Linked DNA regions of Mus musculus: region 2 is linked to region 1. A link is a contact called in public HiChIP or PLAC-seq data. All regions are on one chromosome and are shown on one strand. The core of a region is the stretch at or near the end of the contact, and the rest is flanking DNA. Distances in the headings are between cores, read along the strand shown. Region 1 overlaps Gm39713 (a long non-coding RNA gene). Region 2 overlaps 2900024J01Rik (a long non-coding RNA gene).

What was found. HiChIP or PLAC-seq counts read pairs in DNA pulled down with a chosen protein or histone mark.
Region 2: a contact with region 1 is called in an H3K27ac HiChIP or PLAC-seq map of microglia, with 4 times the contacts expected there. The contact joins two enhancer-like sites. A contact is called at or near these places in 3 of 115 datasets of contacts at active chromatin or transcription factors (bone marrow-derived dendritic cells, extraembryonic endoderm stem cells and microglia).

Annotation. Positions count from the first base shown.
Region 1 is chr1:180,298,785-180,305,577 of GRCm38.p6, forward strand. It overlaps Gm39713 (a long non-coding RNA gene), which reads right to left. Exons shown (of 4, transcript XR_865777.2): 4 at 4,418-4,470. Among named protein-coding and RNA genes, the nearest start is that of Gm39713, 6.9 kb to the right of the region's middle. Within about 2 kb of position 4,172, at least 74 of the 459 cell types and tissues checked have an H3K27ac peak or open chromatin away from gene starts, as enhancers often do. A contact at or near this core is called in bone marrow-derived dendritic cells and microglia, where this site is marked.
Region 2 is chr1:180,790,891-180,797,683 of GRCm38.p6, forward strand. 2900024J01Rik (a long non-coding RNA gene) reads left to right here. Exons shown (of 3, transcript XR_373751.4): 3 at 736-1,739. Among named protein-coding and RNA genes, the nearest start is that of 2900024J01Rik, 16 kb to the left of the region's middle. Within about 2 kb of position 3,406, at least 110 of the 459 cell types and tissues checked have an H3K27ac peak or open chromatin away from gene starts, as enhancers often do. A contact at or near this core is called in bone marrow-derived dendritic cells and microglia, where this site is marked.

The DNA of each region.
Region 1 (6,793 bases), core at 2,922-5,421:
AAAGCAGAGACAGGAGGATTACAATGTTAGGGTCATCCTTGGCTACAGAGTCAGTCTGTGATTTCCTTGGGCTAGACCCTGTAATGCGTAAATCATTATGGTCCATTTTCAGTCTGAGGTGCACATCAGAGAGTCATGGAGAGCAGGAGGTTCTAGGCCCCTGTCTTCCCTAGGAGGCTGCTGGACCTGATTCCAAGTTCACCACAGGCCTGAAAAGTCACAGACAGTCTACTTTGAGACTGAGCCCAGTATGAGGAAAGGAGGGAATGTCAGGCCCAGGGTAGGCATTAGATAAGGCTTTATATCTTGGACCAATGGCCTAGGGAATCTGGAGAAGGGACAGTATCAGGGAGACTGTATCGCCCTGGACGACTCAGCCGATGAGGAATTCAGGGGCAGAGAAACGCAATTAGAAATATAACAACACATTTGTATCAAATTGCCAGTTTGGTGGTTTTTATCTTCTCTCTAGGCTGATGCCCAAGACTTTAAAATAACACTGTTAGTCTCCAGTGCTCTTGTTACAAAGCAGGATCTTTATCTTGTTTCTCACAACCCTGTTCATAGATCCATAGACAGACAGACAGAAAGACTGAATGAATTACACACACAAAGCCAAGTATAGGATCTCACTTTTTCTTTTAAGTTTTTGTTTTGTTTCTCAAAACAGTTTCTCTCTATAGCCCTGGAAGTCCTCGAACTCCCATTGTAGAGTAGGCTGGCCTTGAATTCAGAGATCTGCCTTCCTCTGCCTCCTGAGTGCTGGGATTAAAGCCATGCACCACCACTGCCCAGCTTGGGTCTTACACTTTTAAAAACTCAGCATTTAACAGTAGCAAGGATTGCCTGGTTTACTTAGTGAGTTCCTGGCTCCCAGAGCTACATGAGATTTTGTCTCAAAACCACAAAATAAATAAATAGCTTTACCTAAAGGGCCTGGTGATCGAATATGTGTTGTGTATGCATGGGGCCTTGGGTTCCATCACCAAAATTAAAATCAGATGAAAATCACATTTATTGTGGAGTGGTTTTAAAATACCAGGCAAACATTTACAAAGGTAGCTAATCTTTCATTACTAATGACAGCATCCAAAGTCCAGGGCATGTCAGTGTGTGTCCCCAGAGTGACACAAACAAGCGCAACGCTTGAGTCTTGAAAACCTGTATTCAAAGCCAGGCACGGAGGTACATGCCTTTAATCCCAGCACTAGAGAGGCAGAGACAGGCAGATCTCTGTGAGTTTGAGGACAGCTTGGTCTACAAAACAAGTTCCAGGACAGCAAGGGCTGGCTATGCCTTTGTCTCAAAAAATCAAGAGAAAAAAAAAAAAAAACCCTGTATTTAATGTCTTCTGAGTAGCTAGCTTCTCATCAGTAGGAGGCTGTGTCTGTCTGTCTGTCTGTCTGTCTGTCTGTCTCTCTCTCTCTCTCTCTCTCTCTCTGTGTGTGTGTGTGTGTGTGTGTGTGTGTGTGTGTGTGCAAACACCTTTAGGCAATGAGCCATCTTGTCCATCCCAATTCTACTCTAAAGAAAAAAAATGAGTGAAATTCACATGACATAAAATTAATCATTTTATTTCATTTTGTGGAGTTGAGGGTCAAACCCAGGGCCTTGCACATAGGCAAGCAAACCTTCCCCCTTGATCTACTTACACAGCCCAAACTGACTGTTTTGGAATAAATGACTCAATAGTGTTTGGTAGTGCGTGGTGTTGTAAGATGCTTGGCTATACCTAGTTCCTGAATTTATCCACCACTGCACAGCAACACTCAGCCCTAATTAAGCCGTGTCTTAATTCCCTGTGTCTGCAGCCTCTATCACTCACCCATCTGAGTTATGCCTCTCTGGGTTTATTGGCTCTAAATATTTCGCATAAATGGACTCAAACAAGACGTAGCCTTATATGGCATGCTTTCAAGACCATTTCATGTTGTAGCATGTATCAGATCTTCCATTTTAAGACTCACATATATCCCACCAGTCCTGTGTGTGTCTGTGAGCATGTATCCAAGACATCGGATCTGCAGAACTAATCAATGGTGCCATCCACTGACAGATTCAGAATTTGAATAGACAGTTGGTAGGCGCTGCAACTATGGAAGGTAGGAGTGTGGGTCACAGGGTCTTTGAAGAATAGTAACTTGCATGGCCTCGTCCTCTTTGCTCATGTTCAAGTGAGAGGCTCCAGTTTAGAATAAGTGTCTATCATGATGTCTTACACAGGCCTAGGGATAGTAATGGCAGCTGCCCATAGACGAACGTCTAAAGCTCAGAGCCTGTGGTGGTTTGAATGGCATACATAGGCACATATGCTTGAATATAACTCTGTCCCTAGTTAGTGAAACTGTCTGCAAAGAATTAGGAGGTGTGGCCTTGCTGGGAGAGGTGTGGCCTTGCAGGGAGAGGTGTGTCACCGGGAGTGGGCTCTGAGGTTTCAAAGGCCCTTTCCAGAGCTCCCTCTGACTTCCCCCACCCCCCACCCTGTGAATCAGGATTTAAAGCCCTCGGGTATTCTGCTGCCCCTGCTGTGATGATCATAGACTGAAACTCTAAAAATTGTAAGCAGGCCCCAAATTAAATGCTTTCTTTCATAAGAGCTGCCTTGATCATGGTGTCTCTTCACAGCAATAGAAGAGTATCTAAAACAAACAAACCTTCCCTCTCTTTACATTGTTTCCTTGGGTATTTAAATGAGGGCAAACATGACTAACATACCAAATATGTGTAATGCAATTTGCTTTTCCAGCTAAGCCTGATGCATGTTCGGGTTGAGCCCTGTACTTTTAGTAAGAACTCTGTAAAGGACATATGCAAAGATCTAGACGTTTATTGACAAAGTCTCATCTGAACTTACACTATTAGGCTACACTAGAGACTATGTAATGCCTTCAAGTGCTCTACACTATAAATGTTATAACTAAGAAAGGCTGGTTATAATTACACTCCACAGAGTCAGGTATATAGGGCTGTAACCTATAATCCCAGCACTTAAGAGGCAGGAAGATCACCCTCAAGTTCAAGGTCAGCCTGGTCTACATAGCGAGTTCCAGATCAGTCAGGACTACCTAGTAAGGCCCTATTCCAAAAACAGAAAGATTCCCTTCCACCTTTGCCTTTCAGTCTTATATATAAGACAATCAGTGGGGCTGTAGCTCAATGCTAGAGACCTCCCTTGCATGTATCAAGCCCTAGGTCCAATCCTCAGGCCGGAAAAACAAGCTATATAGACAATTAGGACAGGAGACAGACCCATGTCTCAGAATTGTCCCAAATGTCGGTGGAAAGGAGTCACACATTTTGCACAGGAGACGGGAAGAGTCTGAAAGCACACACCACCCGGTCTACAAATCTAGCCCTGCCTCTTTACACAGTCATTGACGAAAGACGGACTGTGTGGTAAACGGCTGCTGGTCCACAGGAACCAGCCTGGTCTGCAGGGACTACTCTACAAAGTCTTTGATGAGACATTCAAAATTTTTTCTCTGTGGATCCTGTGGCCTGCAAGGTGGCTTTCCTGGCCATGGTGGGCATGATGGGGTAGACAGGGAATGTTTGATGGGGGAGGCAGGCAGCACAGCCTTGTGCTCTAAGGACAAGCTTTCCCAAGAGGAATGTAACATGAATGCTGTTCTAGTCACACCCAAATCCTGGGCAAAGGTTCCCTGCTGTGAAAACTGCAGCAAATCGTCTCCCAAAGGGCAGCCACCAAGACCGGAGTATCGGAGTATCACTGCTGTCCCTGCTCCAGGGGAACAAGAGGACTTCCTTCTTACTTTCTTCACACCCAGAAATGACACAGCCACATCTCTCTGTCGTGCCTATGGTTCCAGCGACTCTAGAGACCAGCCCTAGAGATCAGAGCCCCTTCAAGGCGTCCCTTCAAGTCTCACAAAGGCAGCTCCTGACTTCACTGGACAGCGAGGACTTTTGACTGCATGCTCTGTGGTTTCCTGTTCATCTCATCCATATGAAAGGTGGTGGCTTATCACAACAGCGTCAAGATGGGAAATACATTTTTATGCAAGCCAAGGCCAAAGCTGAGGAGCTGGGGGTGGGGGGCAGGGCTAAGGAGATGAGGGGGAATGGGAAGTTCAAGGCTGACACACTGCAGGCCAGAGAAGCAGCCTTCGCTCTTTTCCGGCCCTAAGAATAAAAACTCCCTGATAGGGCGGCGTTCTTCTTCCCTATTATGGACATGTGGTTTGGACCTGGAGAACAATTGTTCCCTATAAACAGAGGTGGGCAGCCCTGCTTTCCCTTCCTTTTCCTTTGAGAGTCATACAGGCTGATGTGGCCCTAGACACCCTCCAACTACAGATTACACTCTGTTTGAATTAATAAAACCTTGTTGGGTTTATTGCTGGTTTTAGGGCTCAGTCCCTTATTTGGCTTTGAAAAAGGATACATCTCTGCTGATTCATAGCTCCCCTATTGTACTGGACACATGAAGGATATAAGGACACCCGGAGCCTGGGAACAAGGGGACAAAAGAATCAAATGACAAAGTGAAGGGGTGGAAGCCATTGATGCCACCCTGAGTCTGTCCCTGTGTGCCTAAGCACAAATGCTCATTAAATGACACTTCTGTTGATAAGAAGGGGCTTCTGGGGGCTGGGAGTTTATCCAGGTACACGGTGTTAATGTAGAGAGAGGTCCACGGATGATGGGGGGGGGCTTTGTAGTCACATAAGGATGGGCTAAACTAACCAGCTCTTTGTGTACCCCAAGGATCACTGTCCCCTCTGAACCTCAGCTTCCTTACTTGCAAAGCCAGATGAAGAACACAGAGGAAAGGGGTGGCCAGTGGAACACAGCAGTGCAGGGAGGGGGCCTTTGGGGGAGACTGGCTGGCAAGCCAGCAAGTGACCCCTTAGGGTCACAGCTAACCAGGCAGAGGCACCACGGGTTAGATTCAGTCACTACGGGTAGTACCGGCTTTGTAATCTGATTTCACACTCTATCAGAACACCCTGTTTTCAATAGGTTAATTAATGTTAGTCTGACTCATAGATGAGAGACTACCCTGTCACTGATGCAAATGAGACATTTTGGCCTCTGGAAAACCCTGTGCTCTGAGCACTCTTAGTTGATGGGGAAGCACGGAGGAAATGTGGTTGAGAATCAGTGAGACTAGATGGTGCTAATTAAATGAGATGGTCTATTAGCTGCTTACGTCACAGTTCTCTTCCCTATACATCACACCAAACAACTTTCCTTTCCTGTTGTTGAGTGTCCGTTCATTCACTTTCCCCTTCTATGCATACTTCTTAACAATGCTCAAATTTTTAATCTAGAATCGTGGGCACACTCACTGACCCATAGGTATCTATGAGACAAGTGCCACTTGCAAGTTCTGTTCTTCTCTAGCTATAATAATAATAATAATAATAATAATAATAATAATAATAAAAGATACTTATCCCATACCCCAGACAAACCATCAGTGAAGGCAGATGTATGACTTCATCTGACCCCGTTAGATCTTGAGAATCTTATTGGGTGTATAGAGGTGGAGCACTCTCCTTTGGTCGGGCCTCTGTAGTTTGTAGATTTGAACCTGAAATATGGTTAGCAGCCAACTTGCCTCTCTAAGGATGTAGTTGAGGAAGACAGGACCCAGAAAACCATGGGCAATAGGCCTGGAGTTCTGATCAAGCTCTTTATGTAGCCCACTTCTCCTAAACAAATGCTTCCCAAAGGGGAGGGGAGAGAGAATCTGCCATCCACCTAACTTCAAGCCTGCGGACTTAGGCCAGGAATAGACCACATAACCTGCTTTTTTACTTGATAGAATTCACCTCTCTGCTCCTCCAGGTCTCCAGCTGCTTCACTTCAGGTCCAAGGGCTTCCCAGCCTCTGTAGTTGTGGAGACCAACACCTGCTAATATGTCTGCCCTATTTCCCTGATGATCTCCTGCTTCCTGAGCCCACATGTACAGCCATCCCCTGGAGACCTCTGACCCACACAGAATGGGCCAGAGAAAAAGTTGCTAGTTGCTGAGGCTCTGTCCACTGCAGATGGGAAACAGTTGCATCCCTCCACAACAGCTCCTGTGGGCTGTGTATGTGTTTGTCAGTGAGCTCCGTGGTCTTGCTTTGTACCTATAGTGAGGCAGAACATCACAGCAAAAGCCTAAGACTGAAGTATCAAGTATTCTGTTCACCTCATGATAGCCAAAGAGAATGATGCAAAGAGTGTCATTTTATACTAAAAACACACTTTAAGCTTTAAAAAACAAAAACAAGGAAAACACCAGGCAACTAAGAACAACAACTGTCTTTGGCTACAGGGTTCAGGTACCTCAAGGAACGTGCCCTGCAGTGGCCTAACTTCTCACTGGGTTAAAATTTCTGCTACTTCCCCAGAATGCCACAGGGTAAACACAAAGCCCCCAACAAGAGATCTTTGAGGAGACAGACAAAATCCAGCTATAGCAACATCAGGAAGGGCTTTGCAGATGTGCATAAGGGCTTGGGACCCACCGGATGGTCCCAGATTACTTACTTAGGCCAGATACAATCAAGGTCTTATAAAAGGACCAGATTCGGGGTCGGAGAAGGTGATGTGGTGCCTGAAAAAGGGGGGTCAGCACCGTGCTCTGAGGAGAGCAGAAGAGGTCACAGGTCAAGGGTCACCTGTGGCTCCTGGAAGGTGACTGAGGTCAGGAAGTGTGACATCTCCTCCCAGTCTGTCAGGAAGCTTCGGTGAACCACCACTAAGCACAGAAACAGAACTTTCAGAGACACGTTTGCCTTGTTTAAGCTGATCAGTGTGTGGAATTTGTTAGGGGCC
Region 2 (6,793 bases), core at 2,156-4,655, 490 kb after region 1:
ACAGGCACACACTAGCTATCACAGGCACACTCTAGCTATCACAGGCCCACACTAACTGTCACAGGCACACACTAGCTATCACAGGCACACACTAGCTATCACAGGCACACACTACATCTTCACAGGCCCACACTAGCTATCACAGGCACACACTAGCTATCACAGGCACACACTAGCTATCACAGGCACATACTAACTGTCACAGGCCCACACTAGCTGTCACAGGCACACACTAGCTATCACAGGCCCACACTAGCTATCACAGGCACACACTAGCTATCACAGGCACACACTAGCTATCACAGGCATACACTAACTGTCACAGGCCCACACTAGCTGTCACAGGCCCACACTAGCTATCACAGGCCCACACTAACTGTCACAGGCCCACACTAGCTGTCACAGGCACACACTAGCTATCACAGGCCCACACTAGCTATCACATGCACACACTAGCTATCACAGGCACACACTACATCTATCACAGGCCCACACTAGCTATCACAGGCCCACACTAGCTATCACAGGCACACACTAGCTATCACAGGTCCACATTAGCTATCACAGGCACACACTAGCTATCAATCACAGGCACAGGCCTTTTACAGATGCTGAAGATCTGAACTCAGACCCCCAGGCTTGTGCTGCAGGTACTTTTGCTAGGCTTAAGCTTGCTAAGTAGCTCAGGCTGGTTTTGAACTCCGGACTTCAACCTCTTTCATGCTGGAATTATAGGAATGTAGCAGTCCTTACGGCTTCACTTGGCCCTGTGACGCAGCTGATTCAACACCACTTAAGTGGAGTCACTGGATACAGCTTAGGCAAGCTCTACTGAGAACGACGCAGCCCACGCCTCCAGGGCTAGAGGACAAGTGTGTGGCGTGTTTGCAGATGGCCATCAATTCGTGGCTGTGGGTCTTCATCAGGCAGCCGGTGGGTCCTGCATGCATGGCCTCTCACTCACTGACAGCAGCAGTCTGTCACCCTGTGGAGATGGCACATGAGAGATCTGCACTGGCAGGTGCAGAAGGCCCAGGTAAGCCGTGTGAGCAGGTGGCCTAGATGCCTTCCATGGCGGCTCTTGCTTCACTGACTCTTCCTGGGACCTCCGAGGTTGCTCCTTGGGATCAATTGGCTGAGAAGGAATGAATTCAAGCCTGGCTTACAGATGGCACTGCAGGATATGCTGGCACCAACAGAAAGTGGGCAGCTGAAGCCCTCAGCCCACTCCAGGAGGACCTGCATAACTTGGGTAACAGAATGTCTTGCAGTGGGCAGAGCATCAAGAGGCGCGCGTGTATTTGTGTACTTGGCCTCAACTGAGAGACGGACGGAGGCAGGGATCTACAATGACTCGGCTGGCCAGTGAGGGAGGAAAACCACTGCTGTCAGGTGACCACCAGGCCTCAGGACAGAGGATGTGTGTGACCGGAGCGCTCCAGATAGGCACAGAATGGGAAGAAGGAAATTGTGTCACAGGTGTTTATGAGTCAGCACTGAAAAAATAAAATAAAATAAAATAAATGCCCGAGACAATTAGGTTCAAAAGAAGAAAGGTAGGGGGATCGATGGCTCAGAGGTTAAGAGCACTGACTGCTTCTTGAGAGGTTCTGAGTTCAACTCCCAGCAACCATGTGGTGGGTCGAACCCATCTATACTGGGGTCTGATGCCCAATTCTGGCATGCAGGAATACATGCAAACAGAGCACTATATAGATAAATAAACAAGGAGAAAGGTTTATCTGGGCTCAGGTTTTGGGTGTTTCTTTTGAGCTGGGGCAAGGCAGCATACTATGGTGGGTACCCCTACCTCACAGCTAGGAACAAGAGAGGAACACACTTTTAAAAGGCACACCTCCCCCAGCCCCCTCTTAAATCTTACTTAAAATCTACTTAGTCCTATTTCTTCAAGGTCTCATCTCCCAGTATCACCCTTTTAATGCAAAATCTGTCAGGGCGACACATTTAAACCACTTCCAAAGAGAATTCCTGCCAACCTGTGGAAGTGAACTGGTCTCTTTCCAGCCACCCCAGTGTTTGCTCAGTGGGTCCATATGGCAGTGATCATGGCAGAAAGGGTGGCAGTTATACATATGACAGCACAGGGATGACTGAACTTAACTGGCATCTACTGCTTAGTAGCAGTAGATTGGCCAACAGCAGAGACCAATGTTCAGCCCACATTGCTACCCAGCCAGGAACCTAGCCAGCCACCGAGTGCAAGCTGACCACACTGGATTCTTTCCATCATGCTAAGGACAGAGATTTGTCCTTTGTGGGTTCGGGGGATGCTTTCCTTGCCCTCAGTGTTTCAGCCGCACAGCACCTCATCACCACCGCTGTTCTCCACACAGTATTGCCTCAGAATAAGGACTCTGCTTTTCACAGAGTAGAAATGGCCTGACCTGGTTTAATCCCATACACAGGAGCAGCTGATTGCCCAGGAGCAGCTGACCTAATGGAAAGAAGGGATAAGCAGCCAGGTGCTTACTGGGCACCAATGCTTTGAATGAGGCTCTGTCTTACAAGGCAGAACGGGTCTCTGAAAGGAGATGGTAATATGGCCAACATATATGGGTCTGGGACTCAAGGGGTGGATAACATAGGGGACCCGGTCTCAAACACAGAGCAAACACCATGGGGACAGGGCCTAGGGTAGAGCAGAGGGTCAAAGTAATGCGTCATTGTGACATTTGTGTGTAGGATGCCTTCCCGTCAGCCTTCTGGGGGCCCCTCCCCATCCAATAGAAGCTAAACAGTCCCAAAGGGAAGTAGCCCCATCTCGTGACTGTCCAAGTCAACAACAGTTGCGCGAAAAGTTATTTAAGTTACCTATCTTTGGTGTTCCTAAGACCTAGCTCCTCCCCCCGGGGCGGGACGCTTAGAATTCCCTCTTCTACTGACTCAGCTCTTCAGGCCCCACGGTTACCTCAGAATTGATGACTTTGGGGCAATCTGCTACGACTGACCTTTTCCTGTCGGGATCCGCAGACTTGTAACCTCTTGAGGCCACAGTATTAGCCTAGCCAGCTTCATCAGGTGTGAAAACTCCTAGACTCCATCCCTACTTTGGGGCCTCCCAAGAGTCAGCTAGATTACCAGTCTCTCAGCTCCTTGCAGGGGACCCATGGAGACAAACCTAAAGCTAGAAGGGCATATAGTCAGGCGTAGACTGCACGCAACATGTCACCCAAGTCCCGGGGGTTTTGGAGGAGAGGGCGTTTTCGCTGAGTGGTTTAATGACCCAGACCCGTTCTCCAGGCACAAAAGACTAGGGACGGGGCCCAGCTCCGCTCCTTCCGGAGGGTACAAATCCACCCGGAGAACCAGTTTGCACCGGTCCCCAGGACACAGCAGAGGGGGCCCGAGGGAGCTTGGGGGCGTCACCGGCACGGAGGAGGAGCGGGAAGAGCCAGCTCCAGGGAGGCGTGGCTTATAGGGATGCACTGGAGCGATGGGGGACCGGAGTCAGGGCTGAGGTCAGGGCACCCGCAGGATTAGCCTTCCGACACACCACGCAGCGACCGGGATTTGCGGGAAGGAGCTGATGAGCAGCCATCTGCTGGCCAGCCTGGAGCCAGCGTGGTTGCCTTGGTGCTGCCTCAGGGTCAATGGTGCTTGGGTCAGCCAAGCCTGGCATACCTCGGACCTGTGGACTTCACGCTGAAGCTAGTGACAAATGAAATCCTAGCCACTTCTCTCTTCCCCTCCTTCCTTCCCTCCCTTCCCTCCTCAGAATCAGACTCAAGTAGATTTTTTATACATTCTCATAATTTTTATTTTATGTGCCTTGGCGCCTTGTCTGTATGTATGTCTGTGTGAGACTGTCAGAGCTCCTGGAACTAGAATTACAGTTACAGACAGTTGTGAGCTGTCATGAGGGTATTGGGAACTGAACCCAAGTCCTCTGGAAGTACTCTTACCCATTGGGGCATTCCTCCAGCCCAGTTAGGTTTTTTGTTTGTTTTTGTTTGTTTAATTTCTTAAGTCGGTTTTTCCAGATGGGGTTTTTTTCTGTGTAGCCCTGTCTGACCTGGTCTCACTCTGTAAACCAGGCTGGCTTCAAACTCATAGAGATCTGTCTTCCTCTGCATAATTAATCCTCAGAAGTGCTGGGATTAAAGGCCTGCACCACCACTGACATAATACACACACACACACACACACACACACACACACACACACACATATATATATATATATATACACACACACACACACACAGTAAGGCTAGCCTGGTCTACAGACCGAGTTCCAGGCCATCCTAGGATACAAAAAGAAACTCTGTCTCAAAAAACCAATAAACAAACAAATAAAATAAAAAGTTACATTTAGCCATCAGTGGAGGCTCACACCTTTAATCCCAGCACTTGGGAGGCAGAGGCAGGCAAATTTCTGAGTTCAGGGCCAGCCTGGTCTGCAGAGTGAGTTCCAGGACAGCCAGGGCTACACAGAGAAACCCTGTGTGTGTGTGTGTGTGGGGGGGTTACATTTATTTGTTCATCCCCTCATTCCTTTTAAGGACACGTGGAATTCAAGGACAACTTTGAAGTCACCCCAGCACCTAGAGTAGCAATGTAGGACTGGTTCCCACCAAGGCACCAAGGGGGACCAGCCCTGAACCTAACTCCTGGCATTTTGTATAGATCCATGGCCCTACGTTACATTTTGACCAATTACATCTTTCACAGAGACAGAAATTCCCCTTTTGGTTGTTTGGACGAATGGGATGATTTACAATGTACAAATATTGTCCTAATTATCCCAGGACAGACTAGGGCTGCTTTCGCTAGGCTGCTGTTAACCAACTCATCCCACCTGGCTGAGACCACACCCAACTGTTTGTTTTTTTGAGGCAGGGTTTCACTATGTAGCTCTGGCTGGCCTGGAACTTATTCTGTAGATCAGACTGGCCTGGAACTCAGAGACCTGTCTGCTTCTGCCTCCTGGGTCCTGGCTCCAATTAAAAGTTTGAGCTACTACGCCAGCAAGTGAGCAAAATGAACAGTCAGCATCTTTAATACGTCAGAAGTAAAACTTTCCCTTCCTACAGTTGCTAACACATCTGGGTAGCTTACTCAGTCACCCTTGAGTGCAGCTTCAACCGAACTCTTCTTTGTGCAACTTAATATTTCTGAAACAAGCTTACTATATATCCTTGATAACAGTGATTTATGACTGTTTCTCTTTATTGTTCCTTCCAACTTGTGGGTTCCGAGGATGAAACTCAGGTATTCAGGTTTGGTGGCAAATATTTTACCCACTACTAATCTTAACCTTTTCACTAGCCCTATTCCATGGTGGGGGTGAGGGGTGGGGGACAGCATGTTTTCATGAAGTTCAGGTACTCTCAAACTTGATATGTAGAAACAAAGATGACCTTGAATTTCTGGTCCTCCTGACTCCATTTCCTCATGCTGTTTTTATAGGCTATGACCAGTGAGCTCATGGGACTTTTGAGACTGAAGTCATACCCAGACTATCTCAAGAAAAACACACACACACACACACACACCTCTTAAAGCAAGAGTGTAGGTAAAATGCTCTGGTTATGGTCACAATTTCAATAGTCTGACAGTTTTCTGCTCAAAGCCTGAAATCTCCTCAGACCAAACACTGTTGACTATGAAGGAATGGAGCTCAGGAGTTTAACAGGGAAACAGGGTCGTTCTGTCCAGGGACAGCAGGACTCACCGGTACCCACCTGAAGTTTCAGGACTTGAAGCAGGAAGATCAGAAGGCCAGCCTGGGCTCCACAGTAGGACTGTATCTCAGTGAAACAACCCCCTCAAACACGGACCTACCTGAGACACGGGCTGGGCACTGATGAAACACAGGGCAAACCCACACCTTCTCCTTTCATGTCTGAAATGGAAATAAATACCACTGGACCACAGCCTAAGTTCCCTGTGGGAGCTGTGGCCTGAGGATCTGATCCTTGTGGTTCCCTACACCTCCCAGTGCCTGACTTGCTTTGCCTCTTGTTCCATTCAGTAACATCTTCCCTGTAGCCACTCAGACCCCAGTCCCTGGCACCACTGACCCTCTTTTCTCAGGCAGAGTCACAGCCACTACATCCACCAGGTCCTCGCCATCCTATCTTTCAAGAACATCCAGGTTGCCACCACTAAGTCCAGTGCGCTCTGTCACTGCACATTTAGCTTACTAAATGGTTTCCCATCTGGTCCTCCTTCCTGCTCTTCGTGTACTGACACACAGCAGCTGGAATGATCTCACCAATGCATCTCTTACCACCTCCTTCAGCTTGACGCCCAACCAGTGTCCTTGCAGGTCCTATGACGCCCACATGGTCTGGCTCCACATCTGTCCTCCTTGTCTTCTGTTGCAGACATGCCCATACCTACTTCTTGTTCCTTGAGCACCCCAGGCTGTCAGCAGTGATGGGAAGCAACAAGACCTGACAGACATACTTCTCTCTCCCACCCTGATCCTTGCTCTGTTTCTTCAGGAATTTACTCGAAAGACATCTTATTGATGGCAACTTGTGACAACCTCCCCACCCACGTCTCGGTACCAATTCCTTTACAACATATCTATCTCCATTTCTTTTCTCTTTAGCATTTGCCAATATATTTAATAATCTACTTGAATGCATTATTTCTCTCACCAGAATGCAGCCCTGTGGATATAAGGGCTTGTTCAGTTCTGTAGGCCCACAGCATCTCTTGGTACCTAGGAGCAGCTCATAAAGACTAGGAAAGGCAAGCAGAGCAATTCAGAAGACGTTGAAAGAAGCCCGATTGAATCAGTCAGCTTGGAGAGGAATTTTACA